Regions from separate parts of the Mus musculus genome. Here regions 1, 2 and 3 are each linked to region 4. A link is a contact called in public Hi-C and promoter capture Hi-C data. All regions are on one chromosome and are shown on one strand. Each heading gives the region's core, a stretch centred on a gene start, on an enhancer-like site or on the middle of the called end of the contact. The rest is flanking DNA. Distances are from core to core; before and after follow the strand shown. Region 1 holds the start of Esyt2 (extended synaptotagmin-like protein 2). Region 2 holds the start of Setd3 (SET domain containing 3). Region 3 holds the start of Wdr60 (WD repeat domain 60). Region 4 holds the start of Tedc1 (tubulin epsilon and delta complex 1).

Evidence for each region. Promoter capture Hi-C pulls out the DNA fragments that hold promoters and counts their contacts. A called contact is a pair of places that touch in the nucleus more often than the background predicts.
Region 1: a promoter capture Hi-C map of second pharyngeal arch cranial neural crest shows a contact between it and region 4. The contact joins the promoter of Esyt2 here to the promoter of Tedc1 in region 4. A contact is called at or near these places in 5 of 39 promoter capture datasets (cranial neural crest, frontonasal cranial neural crest, maxillary cranial neural crest and 2 more) and 1 of 484 Hi-C or Micro-C datasets (embryonic stem cells).
Region 2: a contact with region 4 is called in a Hi-C map of erythroblasts, with 6 times the contacts expected there. The contact joins the promoter of Setd3 here to the promoter of Tedc1 in region 4. A contact is called at or near these places in 1 of 39 promoter capture datasets (liver) and 1 of 484 Hi-C or Micro-C datasets (erythroblasts).
Region 3: a contact with region 4 is called in a promoter capture Hi-C map of second pharyngeal arch cranial neural crest. The contact joins the promoter of Wdr60 here to the promoter of Tedc1 in region 4. A contact is called at or near these places in 5 of 39 promoter capture datasets (cranial neural crest, frontonasal cranial neural crest, maxillary cranial neural crest and 2 more) and 1 of 484 Hi-C or Micro-C datasets (the G1E-ER4 cell line).

The regions. Positions count from the first base shown.
Region 1 is chr12:116,279,612-116,282,570 of GRCm38.p6, forward strand. It overlaps Esyt2 (extended synaptotagmin-like protein 2), which reads left to right and starts at 1,611. Exons shown (of 22, transcript NM_028731.5): 1 at 1,611-2,061. The coding sequence starts at 1,732.
Region 2 is chr12:108,177,610-108,180,685 of GRCm38.p6, forward strand. Setd3 (SET domain containing 3) reads right to left here and starts at 1,675. Exons shown (of 13, transcript NM_028262.3): 1 at 1,544-1,675. Ccnk (cyclin K) reads left to right here and starts at 2,129. Exons shown (of 12, transcript NM_009832.2): 1 at 2,129-2,271.
Region 3 is chr12:116,261,567-116,264,440 of GRCm38.p6, forward strand. It overlaps Wdr60 (WD repeat domain 60), which reads right to left and starts at 1,459. Exons shown (of 22, transcript NM_146039.3): 1 at 1,285-1,459. The coding sequence starts at 1,299.
Region 4 is chr12:113,155,087-113,158,179 of GRCm38.p6, forward strand. It overlaps Tedc1 (tubulin epsilon and delta complex 1), which reads left to right and starts at 1,335. Exons shown (of 8, transcript NM_134041.3): 1 at 1,335-1,485; 2 at 1,589-1,667; 3 at 2,075-2,277; 4 at 2,492-2,641; 5 at 2,983-3,081. The coding sequence starts at 1,351.

The sequences.
Region 1 (2,959 bases), core at 361-2,860, 3.1 Mb after region 4:
ACATGGCATGTCTCTGAAATGCTGTAATACATATTCACACATACTCACGGGAAAATCTTCCACAGGTGACTTTGCATTTATTTATTTATTTGCATTTATTTGTTCATTCAGAACTTACTACATAAACCAAGGCATTTATTTTTTCAAATACATTGGTGAATCAAAAACATCAGGTTGCAGAAAAGTGGGAACTTTGTTTTCTGTAGGTTTCAGATACTGATGACACTGGTAGCTTTGTGTTGGTGCAAGGTAGTGGTGGGTTAATATTTGAATCACAAGGATTGTGGCATAAAATCAGACACAAGAGATGGGCAATGAATGGCTACTAATGGAACAAAGTATGACCCAGGATAACTTGGCTCTGAATCTGCAACATTCCACAATCATAGTCGTGGAATTATCCTCCTGGAAAATTTTCTTAAAAATTATGCCTCTGTGTGTGTGTGTGTGTGTGTGTGTGTGTGTACAGGCGATTGTGAAGACCAGAGGTATTAGATCCCATGGAGCTTTAGATACAGGTGCATGTGAACAGCCAGATGTGGATTTTGGGAATTGACTCAGGAATTGGGTTCTCAGGTGCTGGGCCATCTCTCCAGCTCCTCTTTAGCAAACTTTAAAGCAGATGTCTTTTTTTCTCTTCTCTTCCCTTTCCTTACTTCCCTTTTTTCCTTTTTCTTTTTTGCAAGCTTCACATATGTCCCCTCAGATGTCCCCTAAGAGTTTGGCCTTGACGGGGGTAGGGGGTGGTGGACCCTGGCTGCCTTTTTTTTTTTTTTTTTTTTTTTTAAATCTTCATGACAACTGTGCTTTCCTAAGCTCACTGGGGCCATTTTGTTTGGGAAGTCAGACCTGAAGGAGTACTAGACCCAGAGGCGCCACCACACAGTAAGGCCTCAAGGTAAATTTTACTGCAGCAGGCGCAAAGTTCTCATTCCACAGAGGCAGGCCCAGGAGCCATCCTCTCACCCTAGGAACCTGCAAGTTCAAGTTCTCCGCCAGGGAGCTAGGACAGGCAAGAGGTTGGCTGACGAACGCCGAGCTCTCCGCTAAGCTGGAAAGGACTCAGCCCGCTAGCCTTCCCACTAGTCAGGGCCATTGCTCCCTTCCAACACCCGCGGAAGCCACACCTCCCTCTCCGGCCGTCCCTGCGAGCCAAGTCCGGGTGTGTCCCCCTGGCGCGGCGCCCACCCTCCGAGGGCGCAGACCGAACCGCCCTCACAGGTTAGGGGCGGGGCCTGCCTGGCGTGATGGCTTCGCCTGCAGCCCCTTCTTGGTGTAACGACCGGAGAGTAGCAGCACAGCAACCCCAGCGCAGAGGCGGGTCCGACCGCGCGATGACACCAGGCACAGACCATTCGCCGCCGGGGGATCTTTCCTGAGGGCGCGGACGAGGGAGCGGGATCCGGTTGGCGACTGACACGTCGCCCCGCCCTAGATTCTTTCAGGGTCGGCTGTCTCTGAACAGTGGATCCCAGTGAGGAAGAGTCGGGCGCATGCTGATTGCGTCACCAAACCACGCACTCAGCCCGAGCAAGCCCCTCTCTGGGAGAGGCCTCGGTGGGGGAGGGCCCTGCGCACTGTGATGACGGCAAGTCCCGCCCGTTTGAGGAGTGGAGCGGTGGAGCCCGCGGTCCCCCTCAGTGGGGCGCTGGCGCGCGGGCTAGAGCGACCTGCGGTCCGTGGGAGAGCCGCGCCCGCCTCGGCAGGGAGGAGTGCTCAGCGCGGCTGGAGATGAGTAGCGCGGGGGGCGAGGGGCCGGAGGCCGGTCCTGGCCGGGCTGGGGGCCGCTCCGAGCCCGAGGCCCCGGGCAGCGCTCTGAGTGTGGACTTGCCGGGGCTGCTGGGGCAGCTGGCGCGCAGCTTCGCGCTGCTGCTGCCGGTGTACGCCCTGGGCTACCTGGGGCTGAGCTTCAGTTGGGTGCTGCTGGCGCTCGGGCTGCTCGCCTGGTGCCGCCGGAGCCGCGGCCTCAAGGCCAGCCGCCTGTGCCGCGCGCTGGCGCTGTTGGAGGACGAGGAGCAAGCTGTGCGCCTGGGAGTGCGCGCCTGCGACCTGCCCGCCTGGGTGAGTGTTGCCCCCCCAGACCTGAGCGGAGTCAGGTCCGCACCACCCTTCTCCCCTTCTCAGTGACGGGTGGGGAACTCAAGCCCCAGCCCGAGTGAAGTGTCAGCCACCGCTTGTTCCGAATCTCCGTCCGATCCGGGATCCGCACAACCAGGATCCCGGACCGAGTCAGGTGTGCGACCTTACTGCTGTCTGCCTCTCCTGCTGTAAACTGCTGTCTGCTGTCAGCACTCTGCCCACCTGCTTTCCTCGGGAGTTCTGGCCACTGTGGCCCACCCCGGCTCTGAGCGACGGTCTGCGTCCGAGTCTCACTTGTGTCAGCGCACCGCCTCCCCCACCTAAGTCAGGTGTCCTTATTGCTGTCCCCACCCTCATCCTGGGCGAGGTGTCCTGGTCATTATCTGCTCCGAGAGTGTCCGCTCTCAGTCCTCTTCCTGGCTTTCAGTCCTCCTCGCCCATCGCTAGCAAAGTGCGCAGGTAGTGAATACTTCCTAACTTGGCAGAACTGGTCATTGTTAGTTGCTGGGCCTCTTCCTCCTCTCATGCTGGCAGTGACTACCGCCCAGAAGCACACTTGGTGGGCGATGAGATCTCAGTTGTCCAGAGCGATTCTGTAAACCTTTTGCAAGCATGGCGCTGCAGGCCTGGAACCGTCCAGATTCTCCTTTCTGATTTAAAAAGTAGTGACAGCCAATATGGGGAGAAGTTAATTAAAAAAATCAGGAAGACTCATTCATTTCTTAGTTGTGTCTAACACGATTGAAGTGTTCCTGAAAAGCTTATGTTAGAAGAATTGAAATGTTTGTTTCATTGTTTAAAATACCAGAGGGAAGACTAGGCACTTTGATATGATCATTTAATATCCAGGATCTAACATATATAGAGGGAGATTTTGAAA
Region 2 (3,076 bases), core at 425-2,924, 5.0 Mb before region 4:
TAGCTCCACTGAGATGTTTGCACAGTGAAAAAGGAGGGAGAAATAGCAACTACTTCCCTCCAAGGGAACTAGAGTTGCATATCCAGATATTAGTAATATCTCAAAAGAGAAAGGAACGCACGGTAAAAAGAAGGTAGGGGCAATAAAGACCAAGGTTGTTTAGAGTCCCAGTAAGATGTTCTTTTTTTCTGTAGCTTTTCAGAACTTGGTTTTGCAAACTGTTTTCTTAAGCCCTAGAAAAACTCCTTCCCAAATGGCTGGAATTCCACCAAAATATCAATCATGGCGCCCCAGAGACCCATCTATAAAGTGAGCCTCTACAGGTAGGAGCCTACATACACACTGTAGGTTCCAGTGAGTCTAGACAAACTTTTTAACTTGGGGAGGAAATGTCCTTTTATACTGCTGTATTTTAAGGGTGCGTTCACTTAAAACTCCCCAAGACTATCACTGTTTAAAACTCATTTTAAAAACACCCTCAGCATCGCCTTTGAAAGGGAAATGGGAACAGTATCACATATGAAAAACCCACACTTTCAGTGTCCAAGTCTGGTTTTAGTTTTTGTGTGTTTTTTGAAAGGGTCTCCCTATGTAGCTCTGGCAGGCCTGAAACTCCGGATTCCCTGCCTCAGCCTTCCTGGATGCAGTTCTGTTACATCTATCAGTAAAACCTCAATCTTCTAAGGGTCTGCAAAGGCAAGATGGCTGTCAACATCCTGTTCAAATGTGTTTACTTCGGTAACAACACCGTTTTCGTTTAGAAATGGATTACAGCATGTCCCGAGTCATCTTTACGCGTGCACCCCTCCAGAAACGCACCAACGTCCTCTCCCGACACGACGCGGAGGGGGTGAGGCCCCTCGGCAGCCAGTGGCGCACGTCACTAATCAGCTCCTTCTCCAAGAGTGGCAGGCGGGGAGAAGAGGCAGAGTCGCATGCCCAGGCTGCAGCCGCAAGAAGGAAGAGTTGAAAATCGGAATGGCAAACTCCGAGAGCACGGACCGCTTCTCTCTCGCAGCGCGCTCGTCGCGTGTGGACCTCGGCCAGGGGCGCGTGGGAAGAAACCTGACCTATTTTCTACGCCCGCCTTTGCGAGCGGGCAGTGGAGGACAAGGCGCGGGGGCCGGGCTCCCCGTGGGCAACAGAGAGCTGCAGAGGGGCCTCGGCCCCAAGCCGCGTGCGCCTGCCACCGGAGGAAGGAAACCAAGGCTGCAGCCCGCCGCACGCAGTCCCAGCGCCCCGCGCGCACTCCGGGCCCCGGCCGTACCCGAGGGCGGCGCCCAGGCCGCGCCCAGGCCGCGCCCTGAACCTGCCGCCTGCCCCCGTCCCGGTGGAAGAGGGAAGCTGCAGACGCTCGCCAGTCCCCTCAGGGACCGGGCCTGCCGGGCCTCGGAGCCCACAGCCTCCCAGGCCCTGAGAACTCGGTCGCGGCCGAGCACCGGACCTCGGAGTCCGCACGCTCGGCCTCACCTCCTTAAGGAGCGGTGGAACCCCGTCCCCTCAGCCCGCGGGCCGCACGCGGGTGCTTGCCGTCCGCACTCACCTGCCCGCTTCGTCTTCGCGCAGCGGCGGCGCCACACTCCGGCCGGGACCCCACCGTCCGCCTCAACCAACCCCCAGGCGGCGGCGGCGGCGGTGGCGGCGGCGGCCGGACGGGAGGGGCTGGACGGCAGCCAGAGACAGCCCCGCCGCCTAGGCCCAACCCGGCTCCGCCCGCCCCTGGGCCCCGCCCACGGGCCGCCGCCGCCGTTCATTGGCCCGCACCTAACACGCCTCGGCGCGGCTCCGCCCCGCCGCCCATCCGCCCGCCAGCCAGGGTGCTGATCAGCCATTGGACATCAGCAACCGGGGCGGAGCCGTATCCGAAGACTCGATTGGTTAGATCTCGCGCTGTGATTGAACGACGGGAGCCCTGGCTCCGCCTCCGGGCCGAAGTTCCGTTAACAGGTTCGGTTGCTCCCGAACTCCCTTTCGCCAAGGGGGTGGGGCGATGGGAGGGTGTGTGCGAGTGTTTCCCCTCCCCCTACGGGCCGCAGTCCACAAGGCCGCAGGGTAGGCGGAGCGGCGACTGTTGACTTGTTACTTTTTTTCTTTTTTTTAGCTTTACTTTCTTCTAATTGGTTGACAGGCACCTGACTTTCGCCGCCCCCTCCGGCCGCTTCTTAACGTCCCGAGACGCAGGGAAATGACGTAGTTCCCCGACATTCCACCTCCAAGATGGCTGCTGTCAGGAAGGAGAGACGTCGCTGAGGGTTTTGCCTGAGGCGAGGGGTGAGTATCTAGCTGGCCGCGGGCAGCGCCGCCCACCGTCTGCGCTCCTGGTGGTCCGAGGAGGGTATTTTCCAGCTGCCTGGGTTCTACGGAAGAGTCCGGCTTCCCGGATTCCACCGCCCTCCTTGGAATCCCTGATGCACGTTGAAATTAGCAGGCGACGCGGGGTTGGCGGCGAGGGAGCTTCGGGACAGGGTCGGGTCCTCTGGGGTGCGCCGCTAATGCCTGGAACTGGAAGCTGACCTCGCAGAGGAAAGTGGTTGCGGTTTGGGGGATTCCTAGCCGAGGAATAAAAGGGTGGCGGGGCTTACACGCACAGACCCTGCCTCAGACCGACCCGGTCACCCACGGCTTGTGGATCCCTCTGTTAAGTAGGATTGAGGCTTTGGAAAGTGTTCCGTGACTCTTGAACCACGGAACTCAGGTAGGACCAGGAATGAAAAGGGACTTCCTCGATAAGACTCGTTCTTACCCAGACGTCATCCTCTCCTGAGTGCTTGTTTGCCTCGGTGTTAGGGGAACTGATCTTTATTAAGTTGAGAAATAACATGTATATGTTAATCTGAAAACGTTTAAGCAGTTTAACCTGCCTAATGTATTCTTGGTGGTGTTCTTAACTTTGGACTACCAATAAAACACAGCTTTCCATAAGTCACTCAGTGTTTAAAATCAGTTATCACAGACTGGCTGTCTTCCTACGTAACCCTGGCTGGTGTGTAGCTCTCTCTGTAAACTAGGCTGGCCTCCAGCGCAAAGATATCTTCCTGCCTCTGCCTCCAGAATGCTGGACTTAAAATTAAAAAGT
Region 3 (2,874 bases), core at 209-2,708, 3.1 Mb after region 4:
CATTTATGCACCAGACACAAGAGTGCCTATGTTCATAAAAGAAACACTACTACAGATAAAAACCACAGTGGTAGTGCATGGCTTCAATACCTGACTTCCATCCAGACAGGTCATCCAAAAAAAAAAAACTAAACAGAGAAGTTGCTGGAGTTTAAAAAAGCAAATGAAAAAACAAAACAAACAAAAAATATCGTAAGTCAAATTGACAGACAAACACACACACAAATATCCCACCCAAACTCTAAAGAATATTCTTTCTTTTCCAAAGCTCATGATCACATATTAGAACACAAGGCAAGCCTCAATACATATAAGAAAACTGAAATAGCACCCTGAATCCTATCTGACCACCATGGAGTAAAGCTGAATATCAACAATACCAAACAAACTCATGGACACTGAACAACTTACTACTGAATGAAAATTGAGTCAAAACAAAAATCACAGAGGAAAATAAACTTTTTAAAACTGAATAAAAATTCAACATAGCCAAACCTACAGGGCACAATGAACACAGTTTGTAAGACGAAAGTTCATAGCACCAAGTGTCTCCACCAAAAAACTAGAGAGGTTTTATATTGGTAATTTCATGATGCACCTGAAAGCCCTAGAAAAACAAGAAGAAATAATAACCCCAAAAGAGTAGATGGCACAAAAAAAAAAAAATCAAACTCAGGACTGAAATCAAAGAAACTGTAACAACACAAACCAGTACGAAGAATCAATGAAACTAAAGAGCTGACTCTTTCAGAAAGATCAACAAAATGGGCAAACTTTTACCCAGTAAACTAAAAGATGGAAAGAGAAGACCTAAATTAATTAAAGCAGACAAGGGTCCTTTATAATAGACGCTAAGGTAATTCATAGGATTTATCATGAGTTGTTAATAGGGCCATAAGGACATACTTTAAAAACCTGTATTGCACCAAACCGGAAAACCTAAGAGATGGATTTTTGATATAAACGACCTACCAAAGTTAAAGTCAACAACCTTCTACCTTAACGAGACTCATGTTTCACCTTGCGGCACTTTTTTTTCAGGAGTCCTGTGCCTTCCTGAAGTTGACACTCAGCCTCGCCTCTGGATGAGTCCAGAAACTCCTCCACAAACCGCACCTGGAGCTAAGAAGTGAGAGGCAACAGCAGAGCTGAGACCTCGACCCAAACTCCGCCTCCAGCTCTCTCCTAAGTGCAGGCCCAGGAGGAACCCGATCTCCATTGCCAAGAAAGAGGGGGGTAATGGGGGCGCGGGCCGGACCAGGCTGGGCCCCGCGGCGCACCGACCTTCCCAGGCTCCATCGCTCCTCGAGGCCGGGACAGCCGCGTGTCCTCGGCCCAGCAGGCGCGGGCCACCGGAGGAAGATAAACCCGCCGTCGCTCAGCTCTACCAGCCAGCCAGGCCTGCTGCGACTTGGGTCCCAGGAGGGCCGGCGTCCCCGCCTCCTAGCAACGGGCCGAAGGCGCTGGCCCAGCATGCCCCGCGGCCGTCCCCAGCACGCGCGCCTGCGCGCCCGTGTTTTCTGCAAACACGCAGGAGCCTTTTCTTATGTCTTGAGTTTCTTTGTCTGATCCTTCTTTGACCCTCACAGTTGACAACGAGAGATGGGAAGGAAACGGTGATTGAGCTTTATACTTGAACAAGGCTTTGCCTCCTCAACTCACACCCTATAGACTGTCTTTTCATGAAAATCATTTGTGGCCAACTGCGGCAGCGCACACCTTTAGTTAATTCTATTACAATGGAGACAAGGCAGAAGGATCTTTGTGAGTTCAAGACTAGGCTGTCTGCCTAGCGATACTTAGGAAGTATCTAGATCGTATGTTAGCATTCTGAGCTTTTTCTGCAGATGAGAAGTTTACTATTCGCACACTTTTCTAAGTTACATATTACTGTAACCCACGTTAGAATTTGACTTTCCACTCACTTAACACCACACAAAGGTCACTAAGCCAAATCCTTGTCATACAAAAGGTACTAACATACATTAAGTCTTTCATCTTTGCTTAAGGTCTATTATCTTTGTTTCTACTAATCCAGTACATTTCTTAGAGGGAAGGTAATCTTGGTGTTGGCTGTGGTTTATTTTGGTCCAGTTCTTACAGAATTTTACTGGTTCTTGCCTATGGCCATTTCTGCCTCATGAGCACTGAGGTTAGAAGCAGGCTGCCCCATCTGACTTTTACGTGGGTGATGGTGATCCAGACCCTGGTCTGCGTGCTTGCATGACAAATGCTTTATCTACGGAGCTATCTCCCCAACCCCAGGAGCTACATTTTCAAAAGTTGAAAAAGGTTAAATTTAATAGTATATTTTACCAGAGACAGGCATAAACTGTTATCACTTTAACGTGCAGTATATATTTGAAGTATTAACGTATTTTTAAAAACTTGTAGTGTCTTCAAAATTCTTTACTTACAGAATATGTCAAGACTAGCCACCTCCCAAGTACCCAAAGCCCACATGTGATTAGAAGCTTCTTTAATGAGCAGAGCACACCTGTAACAAAGGGTCTGGATTTCATGACTGGAGAGATGGCTAGAGATGAAAAGGGAGGTGTGTGCAAATTTGTGAAGGGTATTGAATGTCATGACACAAAACTTCTTAATGTGAAGCTACAAAGCATTCAAATGGGAGACAGGTGCTATAGTTGGATGTTGGGATAGGTTCATGGGGAAAGAATAAAGTCAGGTAATGAAGGGGAAGGATCGAGTAAGGAACACCACTCTCTGCTCACTGCAGTCGCCTAAATATTCACACACTGTTCAGATGCATGGCCTGCCTGGGAGATGGATCCTTCACCCTGTCCATTCACTCTTCCCAAACATTCCTGTGTTGGTCCAGCACCACTTTCCTACAGATTTAATTCAAAGTTT
Region 4 (3,093 bases), core at 85-2,584:
AGGTAGAAACTAGCTGGGCGAGGCCATTTGCTGTGTGGCAAGGGGCCAGGAAGGAGGAGACCCTGAGGCAGAATAGCTGAAGGTATCCAGATGAGCAGAGGAAGGTCTGCAGCAAAACACAGGGAGGGTCAAGGTAAAGGTGAGCCCGCAGTCTCCGCACTTCCGGAGGGCGTGGCCATCCTGTAGACCGCCGTTAAACTGGCAGGTGCCAAGGGACAGCTCTGCCCCTCCCTCTCACCTCACTTTCCTTTTCCGCACCGCACCCTCTCCCTCTCCACCTGCCTCTTCTTTCCTAGCTTTGAGATGCAGAGTACACGCAGTACTGTCTGTCCGCTGCTCCAACTATTTTTGGTGGCGACATCGAGGGCACAAAGCTTAGTTTGTGTCCGCTCGAGCGTTCAGGTCTCGCCCCAGCAATTCTTCCTGCCACTCGTCGCCTACAGGCTTGTCTCTGGATCACCGTTGGCAGCGTCCGGCCTTTGTCCGGCCCTCCTCCACACGCACTGGCGCACATAATGTGATCTTTCGCATCCGGCTTCCCACAGAGGCTGCTCTGGCTTCACCTAGGTTGTAGCCACGTAGTAGGCTCATGCCGGTTGCGGAGGATAGTTGCCGACTGCATGTCTTTCCCCGTGCATCAGGTTGCACTCTGGGTTCATTCTGCCATTGTCATGTAGCTACTGTGAATCCTTGCGGGATTCTCAAAGCTTACCAAGATTGCTCCTGAAGGGCTGAGTGCAAAACTAAGTTCAACCTTAAAAGAGAGGGCCGCACCCTTTTATGAAGTGGAGAATTTTCCTTAAAAACTGCTCTTCTAGTGGCTGGAGGAAGAATGAATATGGGGACAAGGAAGTCTGGGGCTGGCTGTACATGAGAGGGAGGATGGCTTTCCGAAGAGACTTCTGGCGACGTGGCCCCCGGAACTCCCCACCCACTTCGCAGGGCTCAGCTGCTTCTCGCGGAGGCCTGGCGACCCCTGGCGGCGGGTTCCTTCCAGGGCGGCTTCGCAGAGACACTCCCTTCGTGGCTGGGTGGAGCCACATTGCTCCTTCCTCCGCTCCTCCAGGGAACACCTCGGGCGCATGCGCGCCCTCCAGCCTCGCGCTTCCCTAGCCCGGGGTTGCTAAGGCGGTTGATAAGTCGAGGTGCTGATTGGTGAGTTCCAACGGAGTTGGCACCTCCAATCCCCGCCCCCGACCCCGGAAGTGCCTGCCTACGGGATAGACTGGTAGGCACTCAAACGCCAGAGTCATCGTTCATTGGGCCTGAGGGGAGAAGGCGGGCCTCATCCGGAACTGTGATTGGTCGGGGTCCCGAGCGGGCAATCCGAGGCTGTCTAGTGCTGGCTGTATGCGGCGGCGGCGGAGCCGGGTGGAAGGGGCTGCCCGGGCCCTGCCTGAGGCTGTCGCCGCGCTGAGTCGGTGCCTGCCTGCTGGGCCCAGCCCAGAAATCTTCCGCCGCGCCAAGTTCGATCGACCTGAGGCGGTGAGGCTATTCGAGTAGGCGGTCGGGGTCGGGGCAGGCGTTGCCTGGGCTGATGTAGGTGACACCTGATACCCGCTGACTACAAACTCCTCGTTTGCTTCAGGCTCCAGTGCTCTGGCAGCTTCTCTTGCGCGTGCTCTCACCGCTTGCTGCAAACAATACCTGGACCGACCTTGCCCCAGGTAAGCCCCGCCCTCTCAGAAAGCCGCTCCCCAAGGCTATTGTAGTTTTGTCTTAACCCACCAAGTCCCGCCCCATCAAAGCTCCTCTGTTGTTTCCTCCCTTCCTGCAGGCACCTGCTCCTCTCGCTGTTGCGCCCACTTCCATTAGTATAAGTTCCCACTAGCCTTTACCACGCTTACCTGGGTAGTAGTGGCTTTATCACTCCAGTGAAACGCTGAGACTGGCCAACCACTCACAGAAATCCTGCCCGTTGGTTATCACTTTGCCTCCTCATAGACTCTCAGATCTCGCCTCCTTAGTCCACGCTTAGCAGGTTCTAAGCTTAGGGGGTGCTCTCAGGTCCCCAGAGGGATCCAGGTGAAATCTCCAGGTTAGCACCCCCTGATCTGATCATTTCCCACTCCAGAGGCCCAAGCCTGTGTGGTGAAATCAGCACTGGGCTCCCAAGGCTACCCCAGGTCTGTGCTGCTACAATTTCCAGACGGCAGTTCTCAGGGAAGCCGGGAACTGCTGTTGGCCCTGTCTTGGCTCCTCGCCCGAGGACCCTTGCTTGAGCAGCTGCTTGCCCAGACCCGTGTGCAGCTGGGTGACCAGTTGCCCCAGTGGGAGGTGAGTATGTAATTGAGGGTGTCAGAGCCCTGCTTTGCCCAGAACCCGTGGATTTCTCCGGGCTTCCAGCTCATGTGGTATTTGCCCTTGGTGTGGTTCTCATCCAGCTTTGAAGCTGAGGATGTACGTCAGTAGTACAGCTTCCCTGTCCTGGTCCTTCCTCGAGATATGGGATGTATAGCAGGGCTGACTCTTGTTCCCTCTCTACTGTGAGGCCCCAACCAGTCCTGGTCCTCCTGCACCCTTTGTGGAACCAAAGAGCCCCGTGGATCTCCGACTAGTGGAATGGCTGATGGGAAGGCTGCGGTTTAGGTGGCGATGCCTGATCTCTAGTCAGCAGGAGCAGTGTATCCTCCTCAGCAAGGTAATACAGGCACATGGCTCTTCACCCTGTGCCCAGGCTGCCTTTCCCTGGGGTCCATCTCTGTCACCACTATTGGACCACTGGACTGCTGGGCTTATCCCAACTCTGACCTTTACAAGCAGGGACGGACCGTGCTTTACCTGTGTCCTGGTGAGCAAGGTGTGGAAGCCCTCGGTGAAGTTGTCTGGTGCCCTTCTGCAGCCTCTGCCCCCAGTATTACTGGGGTATCCTGAGCCCAGCTCTGTCCTTTCTGGTTATAAGTGGTCTCTAAAGGTGCCCATATTCGGCTGAAAGATCTTGCTGGGAGCTACTCCCCAGCCTGGCTATTTTACCTATTACAGATCCACCTGTACACGCAGGGATGCCACAGCCAACAGAGCCTTGGCCATCTTTCTGTTGCCGAAACAGAGATGCTTAGAGATCCAGAGAGCGGTCAGCAGGTGAGGATTGGC